Linked DNA regions of Pan troglodytes: region 2 is linked to region 1. The links are chromatin contacts, called in public HiChIP or PLAC-seq maps. All regions are on one chromosome and are shown on one strand. Each heading gives the region's core, a stretch centred on a gene start, on an enhancer-like site or on the middle of the called end of the contact. The rest is flanking DNA. Distances are from core to core; before and after follow the strand shown.

Region 1 (7,655 bases), core at 2,448-4,947:
CTCAGACCCTCCCCATTATTGAATGAGGAAATGCAGCCTAGCTGGGGAGTAGAGTGTTCACCCCCTCAACCCCTGGGCCTTTCCAGATCACCCTCCCTCCAATTCCTGGCCCTTTCCTGTTGGAGGATTTGGCTGCTGGTCCCAGGAACATAACTGGGAAAAATCACCCCCTGAGCTGGGGTACCAAAACCCTAGGCCCACAAATCCAGTGAGGTTTCTTCCATCAGACCCTTCTCCTTTGACTCCCTGGGTAGAGTTCAGCCCCTACCCCAAAAGCACCATCAGAGCAGAGTCCTTGTGCCCCTGGTCTGTGCCTGGGCTCAGGCTCATAGACCCTCAAGAAGGGCGCCTGAGTCCAGCCTTAGCTGACCCTGCTGGACCCCCAGATCAAGGTGATGCACAAGCAGCTGCTGCTCTTCCACAATGCCGTGTCCGCCTACTTTGCTGGGAACCAGAAACAGCTGGAGCAGACCCTGCAGCAGTTCAACATCAAGCTGCGGCCTCCAGGAGCTGAGAAACCCTCCTGGCTAGAGGAGCAGTGAGCTGCTCCCAGCCCAACTTGGCTATCAAGAAAGACATTGGGAAGGGCAGCCCCAGGGTGTGGGAGATTGGACATGGTACATCCCTTGTCACTTGCCCTCTGGCTTGGGCTCCTTTTTCTGGCTGGGGCCTGACACCAGTTTTGCCCACATTGCTATGGTGGGAAGAGGGCCTGGAGGCCCAGAAGCTGCTGCCCTGTCTATCTTCCTGGCCACAGGGCTTCATTCCCAGATCTTTTCCTTCCACTTCACAGCCAACGGCTATGACAAAACCACTCCCTGGCCAATGGCATCACTCTTCAGGCTGGGGTGTGCTCCCTGACCAATGACAGAGCCTGAAAATGCCCTGTCAGCCAATGGCAGCTCTTCTCGGACTCCCCTGGGCCAATGATGTTGCGTCTAATACCCTTTGTCTCTCCTCTATGCGTGCCCATTGCAGAGAAGGGGACTGGGACCAAAGGGGTGGGGATAATGGGGAGCCCCATTGCTGGCCTTGCATCTGAATAGGCCTACCCTCACCCACCCACCCAGTTTAATTGTGCTTAGAGCCCAAGAAGATTGGGATCTAGCACTAGGAATAAACCTTTCATAAAAGCAGGCCCAGCGAGGTCAATTTGTCGGGGACTCTAGGAGGGTGGCCTGGGTGGAGACAAGCTCAGTCTAATCAAACACCAGAACCCTATCAAGTCAAAAGAGCTGGGGCCAGGCAGCTGAAGTCACAGGTTTCAGAGATGGTTTGAAGGCCCAATCTTCTCTCCCAGCCTCAGTTGGAGCCAAAGCTTTGTCCTTTAGCCAGCACCAAGATAGCTATGGATCTTAAGAGCACCAGATCCAGAGGGGGTTGGGTTTGCTGACCTTCATCATGCATTCATTCATACAGCAAATATTTACTGAGTGCTTTCATTTGCCAGGCACTGCGTTAGGCCCTGGGGAAACATCAGTGAATAAAACACGGTCCCTGCCCACAGTGCTTAGGGCCTACTGGGGGAAAGAAACAAGTAACCAGGCAACTACAAAACAGTGATAAGTATTAGGATACAGAAGTACAGAGGGCGCTGTGGGAGCACAAAGGAGGGGCATCTGGCATGGACTGGGGTGGAAATGGGGATGTCAGTTTGAAAGCTGAGACCTGGCCAGGTGCGGTGGCTCACTGCTGTAATCCCAGCACTTTGGGAGGCCGAGGCGGGCGGATCACCAGGTCAGGAGATCAAGACCATCCTGGCTAACACGGTGAAAACCCGTCTCTACTAAAAATGCAAAAAAATTAGCCCAGCACGGTGGCTGGCGCCTGTAGTCCTGTAGTCCCAGCTACTCGGGAGGCTGAGGCAGGAGAATGGTGTGAACCCGGGAGGCGGAGCTTGCAGTGGAGCCAAGATTGCGCCACTGCACTCCAGCCTGGGCAACAGAGCGGGACTCCATCTCAAAAAAAAAAAAAGCTGAGACCTGAAGGGTGAGTAGATGACAAACAGGCAGGGTAAAGGGAAGAGCATCCCAGGCAGAGAGGCTAGCATATAATGAAGGCTCTGAGTAGGAACTGGGAGGAATTACTTGGAATGAAAAATAAAGAGGGAGTGGCTAGATGAAGACTGCAGGCTGGTTAAGGACTTTTGCCCTCTGGAGAAGGAGCTGAGAAGTGTTTTAAGCAGAAATTTGACTGCATGGGAGAAGTATAGAGTTGAGAAAAGTAGTCCTCTGAGGCTTAAGATAGTGTCATCTAGACTCCAGTTCCCTCATCTTGGGTAGTATAGTAGCCCCAGCCCAAAACTGCAAGCATGATCCCCGTCTGGGTTTCCTTCACAAGCACTGGAGCATCCTGTGCTATGTGCTGAACTCAGGTGGATAAGAGGTTGAGGCGGTTCCCAAAGCTCCTGCTGCACCCAGGTGTTGAGCCTAAATCTGAACCTTGTGGAGAGGTCACAAGAAAGATCCCTAACAGCACTTTGGTTTAGTCAGGGCTAGGTGTCATCACCTGTATGCCCTTTGGCCAAGGAAACCAGAATTTTTCAGGATTCTACCCACCTCTGGAAGGCTGGAGGAAGGGGAAGACCCACTCAGCAGATTCCCATAGTGCAGGGATCCTCACAGGCATGACTTTGCCCTTTGTCATGGATACTGCAGCTCCCAGACAGTCTTCTGGGCTTTGGTCAGCCTGCAATCATCTGACTAGAGCTTGATTTTTGGGGCAGGGAAGGTGGTCCTTATATGAGCTGCTACTTAATGGGCCACTGGGGATTTTTCAACATGAAAGGTACTGAGTCTCCAAATGCTGGTTGTAGGGCCTAAAAACAGGGCTCAACTCCAGGTTCTGCCACTTTCTAGCTGAGTGATGAGGGCTAACGTCTGGGGAGCAAGATCCCTATTTTTTCCCATTGTAAAATTGGGCTAATAAAAGATGCTATCTGCTGACTATTAAATAATATATGTAAAGTGGCTAGTTCTGTGTCTGGCACATAATAACCACTCAGTCCCTGTAAACTGTTACAATTATTTTCCACTTGGGGCTGCTTTTTGCACAAGGCGATGATTCTGAGAATTGTCCAGTGTCTTTGGTGTGAGGAAGGGAGTCGCTGGATGGTCTGAACCAGAATTTCCTCAGGAGGGGGCTCCTGAAGCGCCCAAAGCCTAATCAAATCCCCCACCTTTATACCCCTTAACTCCTTCTCCCAGAGTTCTGGGTACTGCCCTTCTGCCGCCCAGAGATCGTGCTGAGGTACAGACGGTTTCTACGTCTTCCCGGTCAGCCGATAGACTAGCATATTCCATAGGAGCACTCCAAGGAAGCCGGAAAGGGCGCCTCCAGGAGGCAGGCGGCCCAGACAGGCTCCCAGAGTCCGAAATCCCTGCTGCCCCAGCTGCCTTTTCTTGACGGAGTCTCATCTCAATCCCTGAGACCGACTACACCGCCCTTCCCGGAGCCGGAGGCAGCTGGCGGAGATCCGGGATCCGAGATCCGGGATCCGGCTCGCCGGCTCGCCGGCTCCCTAGCAGCACCAAGAAGGCAGCGTCCGCAGGAGGTGGAGGCGTTGGCGGGGGGGGCGTGCGGGTGCGGTAGGGGTGGGCAGGCGGGGTGGGCGGGGCTTCCGCGGCGGCGGGCGGGGCGTGGGTGGGTCTTCCCTACTGGAGTCACCCCCTCCCCCGGCCGGTCCGCAGCCCCGCCCCGGCCCCTCCCTCCGGCCTGTGCGGCTAGTCCGGCGGCGGCGCCGGCGCGGGGACAGGCGGAGGCGCGGGCAGGGCCGGGCGGACGGGCGCTGGCAGCAGTAGCAGCGCCGCGGGCCCTTCAGAGTGGCCGCAGTCCGGGCTTTGCCCTCGCATCCTGTTCCAACGCGGTGAGTGCGACGGGCGGGCCCCAAGGGTGCGTTTGTATTCCTGTCAGCCCGGGTCTGGGTCGGAGCGTCTGTGGGTGGGGGCACAGATGATTTTCAAAAGCTGTGCCTCTCTCTGCCCACGTGAGGCGTGTCCATGTCCGTGAGAGCAGCAGGGGGATTCTTCGGGCTGTGGCTGCTCACGTGAGGTCCCTGTTTTGAGGCGGGGAGGCGCGGGTGGATGGGTGATGGTTCCTCGGGGGAGCGCGGGGTTTGGGAGCTTGTGTGTGTTGGCGGAGGGTGCTGAACGCTGCGGCCGAGGGTGGTGGTGGTGGTGCGTGCTGAGTGGGACTCTGGAATATTGTGGCCCATCTTGTCTGAAGGGCTCTTTTCTCCCTGGTGCAGACACCTCCACCCCTTGCTCCCCCACCCCCACCCTACCCCACCCCCCGCCCCTTCCATCCCTGGTACCCACAGGCCCACCAGTCAGGATGGAGGACACCCTTTCCTCCCCATGCACTGCTCTGTGGACAGAAAGCCTCATGTGGAGGCTGTTTTTTTGTAGGAAAGGACCCCTCTGGTTCTCCTGTAGCCTGAGCCCTGCCTGGAGGACCCCAGGCCCCTCCCTGGTTCTGACCTCCTCCCTTCTGGAATTGGCTTCAGATCCTGGGCTGCAAACCTGCAGGGACAGATGGTTGCAGGTTGGAGGGGCAGGCTGCACCCCAGGGAGGTCAGTTCGACTGAGGGCAGGCCCTGGGCTTGTTCTTGGTGTGGGGGTTCTCTGATGTGGACAACAGAAACTCAGGACTGGCCCTAGCAGGAAGATCACATCTGGGAGGTCACAGCAGGTGCAGAAAACATCACAGGTCTCCCTTGGCCAGTCTGTCTAGCTCACTGGTGCCCATTCATCCCCTAAGCAGGGGATGATTTGCTGCAGAATTGGAATCAGAGCTGCAGGCCTGACAGTAGCCCTGCCTCCTTGGGCTTGTATGCCTCCAGTGACAGAGCACTTGCTACTTTCTGCTGTGGAAAAGCTTCCTTATATTAAGCAGAGGTCTCTCTTCTTGGGACTTTATTCACTTGTCTTGTTACTGCCATTACTTTTGCATCTCTCTCTGATGAAAGGGAACTGCAGAGATTTAAACAGAGCTCTCCTGTAACCAACATATACTGAGTACTTCCTGCGTGCCAGGTACTGCCACAGCCACTTAGGAGACAATGGCATTCTTGCCGAGAGAACTTGAGCAAAGAGTCCATCGTTGGGATAGTATAGCCCAGGTTCAGAAAAGCAGAAAAACCATATGGTTAGAATAGAGAGCGTTCATAGAGTGTCACAGGTGACTTAAAACTCAGCAAACATTTATTTACGGGGGCGAGGGGGCAGGGGGAGTGTGGAGGGGAGGCAACTAAGACCATCCTCTAACACATTTAGCCTAACAGTGGAAACTAGAAGTCAAATCATCGGGTAGTACAAGATGGGATTTAATCATGGGCTCATGGTACAATCTGTGGAGGCCCTTGGCTTGAGAGGGAACCTTGGGAATCTCAGATTTTGAGAAAACATCCCTCTTCTCCCAATTTACAAATAAGGGAATGGGGTTGGAACTTACCTAGAGTTTCACCTTGTGTTAGTGGAGTTAGTTACAGCGTTAGGACTAGATCCTAGATCTCCTAACTTTTTAAACCTAGCCAAATTTCAGAGGCAGAATTGAGGATGTAGTCATAGCTTGTATCTGAAAGGTGAAAGAAAAGGTGTAATTGAGAAGACTACCAGGGTTCTCGCTTGTGTGAGTGGGTGAGTGGTGGTGCCTTTTATTTATTTATTTATTTAGATTTATTTATTTTTAGCATATTTATTTTTATGCTTTTAGGATGTAAAAGCATCATGTATAACCTCTGCCTTTTGGAGATTCGCAATCTTGTCCATCTGTTCCATATTTCTTAGTTTCTCATGTTTCTGTTTCTTTACTCACTGTTTTCCCAATGTACGTATCAATGTCCTGTTTGTCTCTCAAGACCCAGCTCAAATACCCCTTCCTCTGGAAGCCTTTTTTATTCTGTACCATCCTCAGAGTTAGGTACTTCCTCCAGTTTGCTGCTGTAGCAATTTGAACATGTCAATATCATGGTACTTATCACATTGTAGTTACGTGTTTCCATTTCTGTTTCTCACATTAGTCTAAAAACTTGTGAAAGACAGGGAGTGTGTCTAATTCAGCTTTGTGTCTCTATTTCACAGCTGAAGGACCTGGCCCACAGTGTGCCCAGAGAAGTTTGATTGAATGGTTCATTCACTTTACTCAGTCTGGCAATGTTGGGGGAGATGGCCATGAATTTCATTGCTTTCCTTCCCTGCCAATCTTATTTAAAGGATTCATTGGCTTTAAGGACTTTGCCTCATCCAAGGCTTCATTTGTTTCAGAGAAAGCCCAAAGACTGTAACCTGCAGTCATTTGTCATTTTTTTGAGGTCTCAAATGATCAGATAAACCTGAAAGCTAGTGAGTAGACGTGAGTTATTTTAGCAAGCAAATGAGCCTAGCTGACCTCTCGCATCCATTTTCAACAATGCCTTGGTTACCTCCATTCACAACTGTGTAACTCATGTGTACTGGGAATCGTGTGAGATTGTAGGAGGAAGTCCTGGGGAAAATTAATGCTATTTGAGAATTTGGAGAAACTGAAAAGCCTTGAAACACATCCTTTGCAGATGTCCAGGATCTAGTGGAGTCAGCACTGGCTGTCTTCATTTGTTCACAATCAGCTTCTTGCTTGACTCCCTGCATCTGGCTTCCTGTCCTCCATCCCCTGCAAACCACGTGCTCTGAGGTTAATGAAAGCCTCTTTGGGGCTTAAATAATGGGACCTCTGCAGCATTTCACTCCCTTGTTCATGAAGTTCTCTTCTCCCTTGGCATTCATGACATCTCTTTCCTGATTCTCTTGCTTCTCTGGTTGTGCCTTCTCAATCTTCTTTGCAGACTCTGCTTCCTGGGCCTATCTCTTAAATATTGAGGTTCCTTGGGGCTTGGTGATAGGCCCTGCTTTCTCTCTTTACCCTCTCAGGGTAATGACATCCACGTCCATGGCTTCAGGAACCATCTCTGCACCAACATCCACATTCATGTCTCCAGGCCAGACCTCTCTCTTAGGCTTCAGCGTATCTTTCCAACTGCCAGCTGGACCTCTCCACTTGAATTACATCCCATAGGCACCTCAGATTCATCACATTAAACAATGAACTCTAGCTGGGTGCTGTGGCTCATGCCTGCAACCCCCACACTTTGGCAGGCCAAGGCAGGAGGATTAGTTGAGCCCAGGAGTTTGAGGCTACAGTGAGCTATGATCATAACACCACATTCCAGCCTGGACAACAGAGTAAGACCCTGTCTCTTAAAAAACAAAAACAAAAATGAAAAAACCTTTAAAGATAAACACCAAACTTATCACCCTCTCATCCAAACTGCTCTTCTTTGAGAGTTTCCAAAGAATCACCTGTTAATTCCTTCTTCTCCCCTAACTCTTCATATGTAAATACCCAGCCACCAAGTTCTGTTGATATCCCCCTGCAAAATTGATTTATCTTGGCCTGTCTTTGCTATTCTCCTAATCAAGGCAGTTTCTTAATTTTCCATCCTTGCCCTTTAAACTATATTCCACACAGCAGCCAAAAATGTACTTTTGTCCCTCTATACTTAATAGCCCTCACCACTACCAAAGTTTTCCTTTGCTTTTTGGATAAATCCTTCATCCCCTAGCAGGTAAGCGTAAAGTCTAAACTCCTTAATAAGACCAACAAAGCATTGCATGATATAT
Region 2 (7,655 bases), core at 2,222-4,721, 140 kb before region 1:
TCCCACATACATGCTTCCCCACAGAGTCTAGTTCCTCCAGCAAGACCTGGGCTATACGCACCCCTCCCCACATATCTTGGAGGTCCCCTTGGGTCCCCTACTATCCAAATGCTGTCTTCTCCCCTCAGCCCCTATGTCACCACAGTGGGAGGCACATCCTTCCAGGAACCTTTCCTCATCACAAATGAAATTGTTGACTATATCAGTGGTGGTGGCTTCAGCAATGTGTTCCCACGGCCTTCATACCAGGTACATGTGTTTGTGTGGATGGATGCAGGGTAAGAGTGAGGATGGGGGATCCTCAGTTCAGCTGACTGCTGGGCAGGCCACATGCCAATACTCACTCAAAAATGCCTTTCAGGAGGAAGCTGTAACCAAGTTCCTGAGCTCTAGCCCCCACCTGCCACCATCCAGTTACTTCAATGCCAGTGGCCGTGCCTACCCAGATGTGGCTGCACTTTCCGATGGCTACTGGGTGGTCAGCAACAGAGTGCCCATTCCATGGGTGTCCGGAACCTCGGTGAGAATCAGCCCATCTCCAAACTCTCACTCAGGAACTACCCTTACCCCCTAACACCTTGAACACCTTGCACCTAGAACCCCTGACTCCTTAGAGATGTCTGATACTTTAAAGCATCACTTCCAAAAAGTCCAATCACTCAGAACGCCTGACCTCTACTTGCACCTTCACTCTTGTAGGCCTCTACTCCAGTGTTTGGGGGGATCCTATCCTTGATCAATGAGCACAGGATCCTTAGTGGCCGCCCTCCTCTTGGCTTTCTCAACCCAAGGCTCTACCAGCAGCATGGGGCAGGACTCTTTGATGTAAGTATGGAAGGGAAGGGTGTGGACGTTTTCAAACAACTATGGGGAGTGCTAAGGGGGACTTGGGGGCAGTTAGGGTGGTGTGGAATAGCCTCTGAAATGTGAGTACAGGGTGAGGAGATATACTCTTTAAGTACTGGTACTAGTAGGCCCAGATCTGATGCCAGCCTCCTCCCTAGGTAACCCGTGGCTGCCATGAGTCCTGTCTGGATGAAGAGGTAGAGGGCCAGGGTTTCTGCTCTGGCCCTGGCTGGGATCCTGTAACAGGCTGGGGAACACCCAACTTCCCAGCTTTGCTGAAGACTCTACTCAACCCCTGACCCTTTCCTATCAGGAGAGATGGCTTGTCCCCTGCCCTGAAGCTGGCAGTTCAGTCCCTTATTCTGCCCTATTGGAAGCCCTGCTGAACCCTCAACTATTGACTGCTGCAGACAGCTTATCTCCCTAACCCTGAAATGCTGTGAGCTTGACTTGACTCCCAACCCTAACATGCTCCATCATACTCAGGTCTCCCTAGTCCTGCCTTAGATTCCTCAATAAGATGCTGTAACTACCATTTTTTGAATGCCTCTCCCTCCGCATCTCATCTTTCTCTTTTCAATCAGGCTTTTCCAAAGGGTTGTATACAGACTCTGTGCACTATTTCACTGATATTCATTCCCCAATTCACTGCAAGGAGACCTCTACTGTCACCGTTTACTCTTTCCTACCCTGACATCCAGAAACAATGGCCTGCAGTGCATACTTCTCAATCTTTGCTTTATGGCCTTTCCATCATAGTTGCCCACTCCCTCTCCTTACTTAGCTTCCAGGTCTTAACTCCTCTGACTACTCTTGTCTTCCTCTCTCATCAACTTCTGCTTCTTCATGGAATGCTGACCTTCATTGCTCCATTTGTAGATTTTTGCTCTTCTCAGTTTACTCATTGTCCCCTGGAACAAATCACTGACATCTACAACCATTACCATCTCACTAAATAAGACTTTCTATCCAATAATGATTGATACCTCAAATGTAAGACGCGTGATACTCAACATTTCATCGTCCACCTTCCCAACCCCAAACAATTCCATCTCGTTTCTTCTTGGTAAATGATGCTATGCTTTTTCCAACCAAGCCAGAAACCTGTGTCATTTTTTCATCCCACCTTCAATCAACAAGTCCTCAATCAACAAGTCCTACTGACTGCACATCTTAAATATATCTTTATCAGTCCACAAGTCCTTCCAATGATATTTCCCAAGTATATCTAGAACTTATCCACTTATATCCCCACTGCTACTACCTTAGTTTAGGGCTATATTCTCTTGAAAAAAAGTGTCCTTACTTCCTGCCAATCCCCAAGTCATCTTCCAGAGTAAAATGCAAATCCCATCAGGCCACTTGGATGAAAACCCTTCAAGGATTACTGGATAGAATTCAGGCTTTCCCCTCCCCCCCCAGTCATAGCTCACAAACCTTCCTTGCTATTTGTTCTTAAGTAAAAAATCATTTTTCCTCCTCCCTCCCCAAACCCCAAGGAACTCTCACTCTTGCTCAAGCTGTTCCGTCCCCTTACCACCCCTGATACAACTGGCAGGTTAATTTCCAGAATTCTTGCAAGACTCAGTTCAGAAGTCACCTTCTTTCGTGAATGTTTTGATTCCCTGAGGCTACTTTATTTTGGTATGGCTGAAAAATCCTAGATTTTCTAAACAAAACCTGTTTGAATCTTGGTTCTGATATGGACTAGGAGAGAGACTGGGTCAAGTAAGCTTATCTCCCTGAGGCTGTTTCCTCGTCTGTTAAGTGTGAATATCAATACCTGCCTTTCATAATCACCAGGGAATAAAGTGGAATAATGTTGATAACAGTGCTTGGCACCTGGAAGTAGGTGGCAGATGTTAACGCCCTTCCTCCCTTGCACTGCGCCCCCCTGTGCCTACCTCTAGCATTGTAACGACCACATAGTATTGAAATGGCCAGTTTACTTGTCTGCCTTCCTTTCCAAGACCGTTGGTGCCTAGAGGACTAGAATCGTGTCCTATTTAACTTTGTATTCCCAGGTCCTAGCTCAGGAGTTGGCAAATAAGAATTAAATGTCTGCTACACTGAAAACCTCACGCCTCTCATTCGTTGTGATTTTTGCAATATGTTGTTGACTCAGGCTGAAACTCCTCCTCCTACAGCAGCACTGTGTGCCGCCCCACTGCTGCCCCCACCTCTCGGGGCAGTTGGTGGAGAAGAGAGGGGGCTTTCCAAATCCACTATGAATCCTTAAAAGGCTGAATAAGGGAACTTGAAAGGATGCAGACAGGCAGGCAACTCGTAGTCGAGGGACGTAGGGCCATAAACCTCGAAGCCAGGTCTTGAGCGTCAGACAGAATGAGATGTCCCAGAGCGGCGGAGGAGAGCCGGACGCACGCTGGTTCCGGTCTGGACGGAATCGCCGCGGAGCACGGCAGAGGCTAGGGCGGAATGGCTACGGCAGCGCAGTTCGCCAAGGCTCGGTCTCCGCCCTGCAGCCTATTTCCTCTAACCCGCAGATGCACTACGGGAGGAGGCGGGGAGCGGGCTGGAGAGCACTAACAGAGACAGGCGGGGCGGGTCGTGGGCGCGTGACGTCACCCCGGGGTGTGCGCGGCGGGAGCGGAAGCGGAAGCGGCTCTGTTCGCCGCCTCTCCCACCGGCCCGATGAGCTGCAGCGGCTCCGGCGCGGACCCCGAGGCGGCGCCGGCCTCCGCCGCCTCGGCCCCGGGCCCGGCGCCCCCGGTCTCGGCTCCCGCCGCGCTGCCCTCCAGCACCGCCGCGGAGAACAAGGCCAGCCCCGCGGGGACAGCGGGGGGGCCTGGGGCTGGAGCAGCTGCTGGGGGCACGGGACCCTTGGCGGCGCGGGCCGGGGAGCCAGCTGAGCGGCGTGGGGCGGGTGAGGGCCGGGACGGGTGAGGGCGAGGGCAGCGTCTTGGACTGGGTCCAGCGGCGGGTGAGGGCAGAGGGTATAGACAGACCTAGCTGGGGCCCTGCGCCTCCCACCTCTGTGTCTCATTTTGCTGGTTCTCCTCCAGCTCCGGTGTCGGCGGGTGGCGCGGCGCCCCCGGAGGGGGCCATATCTAACGGGGTTTACGTACTGCCGAGCGCGGCCAACGGAGACGTGAAGCCCGTGGTGTCCAGCACGCCTTTGGTGGACTTCCTGATGCAGCTGGAAGATTACACGCCTACGGTGGGCTTCCGCCCGAACAAGGCCACCTAGCCTGCTGTCAAAACTTTCAGCCACATCGTGCTTTTCGGCGTTCTCTTACATTTGCTCCCCTAGTCGCTCTTCTGTGTTTGCCCTCTGCTCACCCAAACTGTGAGCTTCCTGATAACCAGGCCTATCCATTTCCCTCACCCTCCTCCCGCTCTGCTGACAGTTCTCTTAATTGATTTCTCAGATCCCAGATGCAGTGACTGGTTACTACCTGAACCGTGCTGGCTTTGAGGCCTCAGACCCACGCATGTGAGTAAACCCAGGGCAGGTTAGTTTTGGGTGCTTGTGCAGTATGTTGTCCATCTCCTTCTCATCTAAGTTTTTTCTCCCTAGAATTCGGCTCATCTCCTTAGCTGCCCAGAAATTCATCTCAGATATTGCCAATGATGCCCTACAGCACTGCAAAATGAAGGGCACAGCCTCCGGCAGCTCCCGGAGCAAGAGCAAGGTGTGAGGGGAGGCTTAATGAATCAGTAATTACCTTCCACAACAGTGGAGGCTTATCCTGCCACCCCTTTGGGGAAACTGAATCGTAGGGGAGGTGTAAGACTTACTCAGGGTCATCCATCTGGGATTGAAGTCCGGGATTCCTGTGCTCAGTTGGTGCTCTTCCCTCTTCCCTCAGGACCGCAAGTACACTCTAACCATGGAGGACTTGACCCCTGCCCTCAGCGAGTATGGCATCAATGTGAAGAAGCCGCACTACTTCACCTGAGCCACCCAACCTAAATGTACTTGTCTGTCCCCATGTCCCCACACCAGCCTGTTTTCATAATAAACTTTATTGTGACAGGCGGGGCTGATCCCTCCCATGTTGGGAGACACCATGTGGCAAGTGACAAAGCTCTGAGCCCGCCCCTCTTGGGGCCACAGTGGTAGGGATGGGGGAAGGGGATGGACCCCATGGCTGGGGTAGTACCATGACTGGAGGCGGGGGAGGCAACCAGAGGCCTGCTGCTTTGGGGAGGTGCATTCCCCCAACCATGTCCCGACACCTCTGGAGTTCAGGCAAGGACCTTCCAGTCCTACTTGTCCTGCATCTTCTCAAGGATAGGCACAATCATGTCAAATTTGGGTCGCTTTGCAGGGTCTTCATTCATGCAGATCTTCATGAGCTTACACACATGAGGGGAAATACCTGGTGGGATGGTAGGCCGAAGGCCTTCCAATGCCACCTGCGAATACAAGAAAAAAAGCAGCCTCACAATTTGAGTCTGTCATGTAGAGAGAAGCCACTGGCCCTTGGGACAGGATTACTGTATATCCGAACAAATATGTGAGGAGCCAAGGCCCACTACAGTTATTTTCACCATCACCAACCACTCCCGCAACACAAATGTATGCTGTTGTGCTCTCACCTTCATTCCAATCTCCATATTGGAGAGGTCAGCAAAGGGTACCTCCCGTGTCACCAGTTCCCACAGAAGCACTGCAAAACTCCACATGTCTGCTGAGCGTCTGTTTGTGTCTTCAGGCTTCTTCTGCAGAGCTGGAGAGATAGGGCTTGTCTGTTCTGGCCCCCTGGCCTGGCCTGTCTCTGCCCCCTTCCACTACTTCTGAGGTGGTCCTTTTTTACCTCCCGACATGATGACTTCACTCACCTTCAGGGGCTACCCAGGCAGGTGCATACATGCGACCAGGACATTGGAAAGAGAACTTGACATCAGCCATGCTAATTCGGGCAGTCATGTCCTCATCAATCTGAGGAAGAGAAAACAGATAGAAGGAGGTAAGTCATAGATAGGCAAAGGGCTTTTGGGGCCTGGGCCAGGAGTGAGCTTGTGGCCTCACCATTACACTACGGCTATTGAGTGCATGTCGTGGGATGAGGGGCTCTAGTGTGTGTAGGAAGGCCATGCCCCTTGCCATGTCCAAAGCAAACTTCACAGCCTGGCTCTGGTCCACGACGAAATCTGAGAGGAGGCAAGAGTCAAATAGTTCAGAGAGGCTCATGCACCCTCTCTGCCATTTCCTCCCCAAGGAAATTCAACATCCCTACTCACTGGTGCCTTCATGTAGTACATTGTAGAGGGATCCATATGGCATCCAGTGTGTGATGAGAGTAGGATGAGGAGCAGGTGGAGACTGGCAGGCACCTAGCACTGGGAGCACATTTGGATGCGAGAAAATCCTAGAAGAGGGAGGGAGTGGTTGAGACCCAGTACAAAAGATCTCTTTCAGTGCTATTCAGGGTTCCTTGGAACTAGCAGCTTCCAGGTTACGCCTTGCACTACCTGAGCCGGGGACACTCTTCATTGAAGTCCCTGCTCTTCCTTGTACTCCAGTCTCGAACCTTCAGCACCTTCACGACAATGTCATTGCCCTGCCAGCGGCCCTTCCATAGCTGCAGGACAGGTAGGGGTTAGGAGGCTTGAACTGTTGCTGCCACTTCCTTGCCCACTAACTGGAGGAAAAACTTAAAACAGGTACAAAGCAAGTAATTTATGGGGGTTTAGTGAGGGAAGGGCAAGAAGGGCAGGGGTCACCTCTCCGGAGTGATTCTCGTTGAGCTTCGTCAGGAAGTTAAGCTGTTTGAAGTCAATGCCAGAGTGTTTGTTCAGGGTTCCATTTCCTAAGAGTGTGGGCAGGTCAGGTACCCAGCTTCACCCTAACCCAGCCCCAAGAGGCCAGGATTATTTCCTTTTACAACCCTTCTTCCCACAGTGGTGACTCACGGGGCCGAGTGCGGGTGGTCCCCTTCCAGAATGTGTCCTTGTATGGAATACGGTTGAGATTCTGGCCCATCTTCTCTGCCCGCTCTAGGGAAGAAAAACAACCTGAGCTGTGGTACAGAGGGAGAAGACAGGTGGGAAGGGACGAGAGGACACAAGCTAGGGGATGGGGAGATGGACCTCGGAGAAGCTCTCTCAGGGGTGCCTTGGCTTTGTCCACAGGCATCTCTCCATACTTGTTACAGATGCTGACAAGGGCCCCATTTGCCACCAGGTCCTGGAATGAAAAGGCCATTATGATGAGAGCCACTGCTACCTCGCTGGCAGTCACTGAACCAACCATGAATGCACAAATGTAGAACTTAATCCTGTAAGTGTCACACAGTAGTACTGACAGAATGGGTTGAGGGTTCCAAAATCTCCCACCCAGGCTCAGACTTTACTTCCTACCCATCTCAGGAATTAAGGGCTGAGTACTCACCTCTGCCACTTGATCTTGGCCCCAAAAACAGGCATAGTGCAGGGGCACATTCCCATGTTCATTCACTGCATTGATGTCTGCCTTGTACTGCAATAGCTGGACCCCATGGCCAGACAAAAAGAAGAGGCAGAAAGTACAGTCAGTTCCAAATGAGATACTGGTGTCAGGGCATGGGAAAAGGGGGAAGAGTACACATACTTTCTACTGTATGTTACAGTGCCTGTGACTGACCCTCATGGCATGTATGTGATGTGGATGACGAAGGAGTTTGTACGTACCTTCTGTACAATATCACGGTGTCCATGACTGGCTGCCAGATGCAGGGGGGTGTCATCCCCACGGTTCATTACATTGATCCGTGCCCCCCGCATGATCAACATCTCAACCACAGCAGAGCGGCCCTCTCGGCAGGCCCAGTGCAAGGGGGAGAAGCCATGATCGTCCCTTTGAG

The links. HiChIP or PLAC-seq counts read pairs in DNA pulled down with a chosen protein or histone mark.
Region 2: an H3K4me3 HiChIP or PLAC-seq map of stem cell-derived excitatory neurons shows a contact between it and region 1, with 4 times the contacts expected there. The contact joins the promoter of TAF10 here to the promoter of TRIM3 in region 1. A contact is called at or near these places in 1 of 7 Hi-C or Micro-C datasets (stem cell-derived neural progenitor cells) and 1 of 1 datasets of contacts at active chromatin or transcription factors (stem cell-derived excitatory neurons).

Annotation. Positions count from the first base shown.
Region 1 is chr9:10,618,720-10,626,374 of NHGRI_mPanTro3-v2.0_pri, reverse strand. It overlaps TRIM3 (tripartite motif containing 3), which reads left to right and starts at 3,697. Exons shown (of 12, transcript XM_016920266.3): 1 at 3,697-3,865. ARFIP2 (ADP ribosylation factor interacting protein 2) reads left to right here. Exons shown (of 8, transcript XM_063782708.1): 8 at 387-1,136. The coding sequence ends at 542.
Region 2 is chr9:10,756,800-10,764,454 of NHGRI_mPanTro3-v2.0_pri, reverse strand. TAF10 (TATA-box binding protein associated factor 10) reads left to right here and starts at 3,471. Exons shown (of 5, transcript XM_016920279.3): 1 at 3,471-3,730; 2 at 3,870-4,024; 3 at 4,236-4,300; 4 at 4,385-4,499; 5 at 4,677-4,843. The coding sequence starts at 3,499. The coding sequence ends at 4,766. It overlaps ILK (integrin linked kinase), which reads right to left. Exons shown (of 10, transcript XM_054661992.2): 2 at 7,483-7,648; 3 at 7,205-7,300; 4 at 6,727-6,810; 5 at 6,286-6,395; 6 at 6,055-6,182; 7 at 5,843-5,964; 8 at 5,653-5,752; 9 at 5,410-5,540; 10 at 4,816-5,226. The coding sequence ends at 5,077. TPP1 (tripeptidyl peptidase 1) reads left to right here. Exons shown (of 13, transcript NM_001013007.1): 10 at 129-249; 11 at 362-520; 12 at 700-825; 13 at 1,005-1,145. The coding sequence ends at 1,145. LOC134807232 (a long non-coding RNA gene) reads left to right here and starts at 7,000. Exons shown (of 2, transcript XR_010147124.1): 1 at 7,000-7,093; 2 at 7,422-7,655.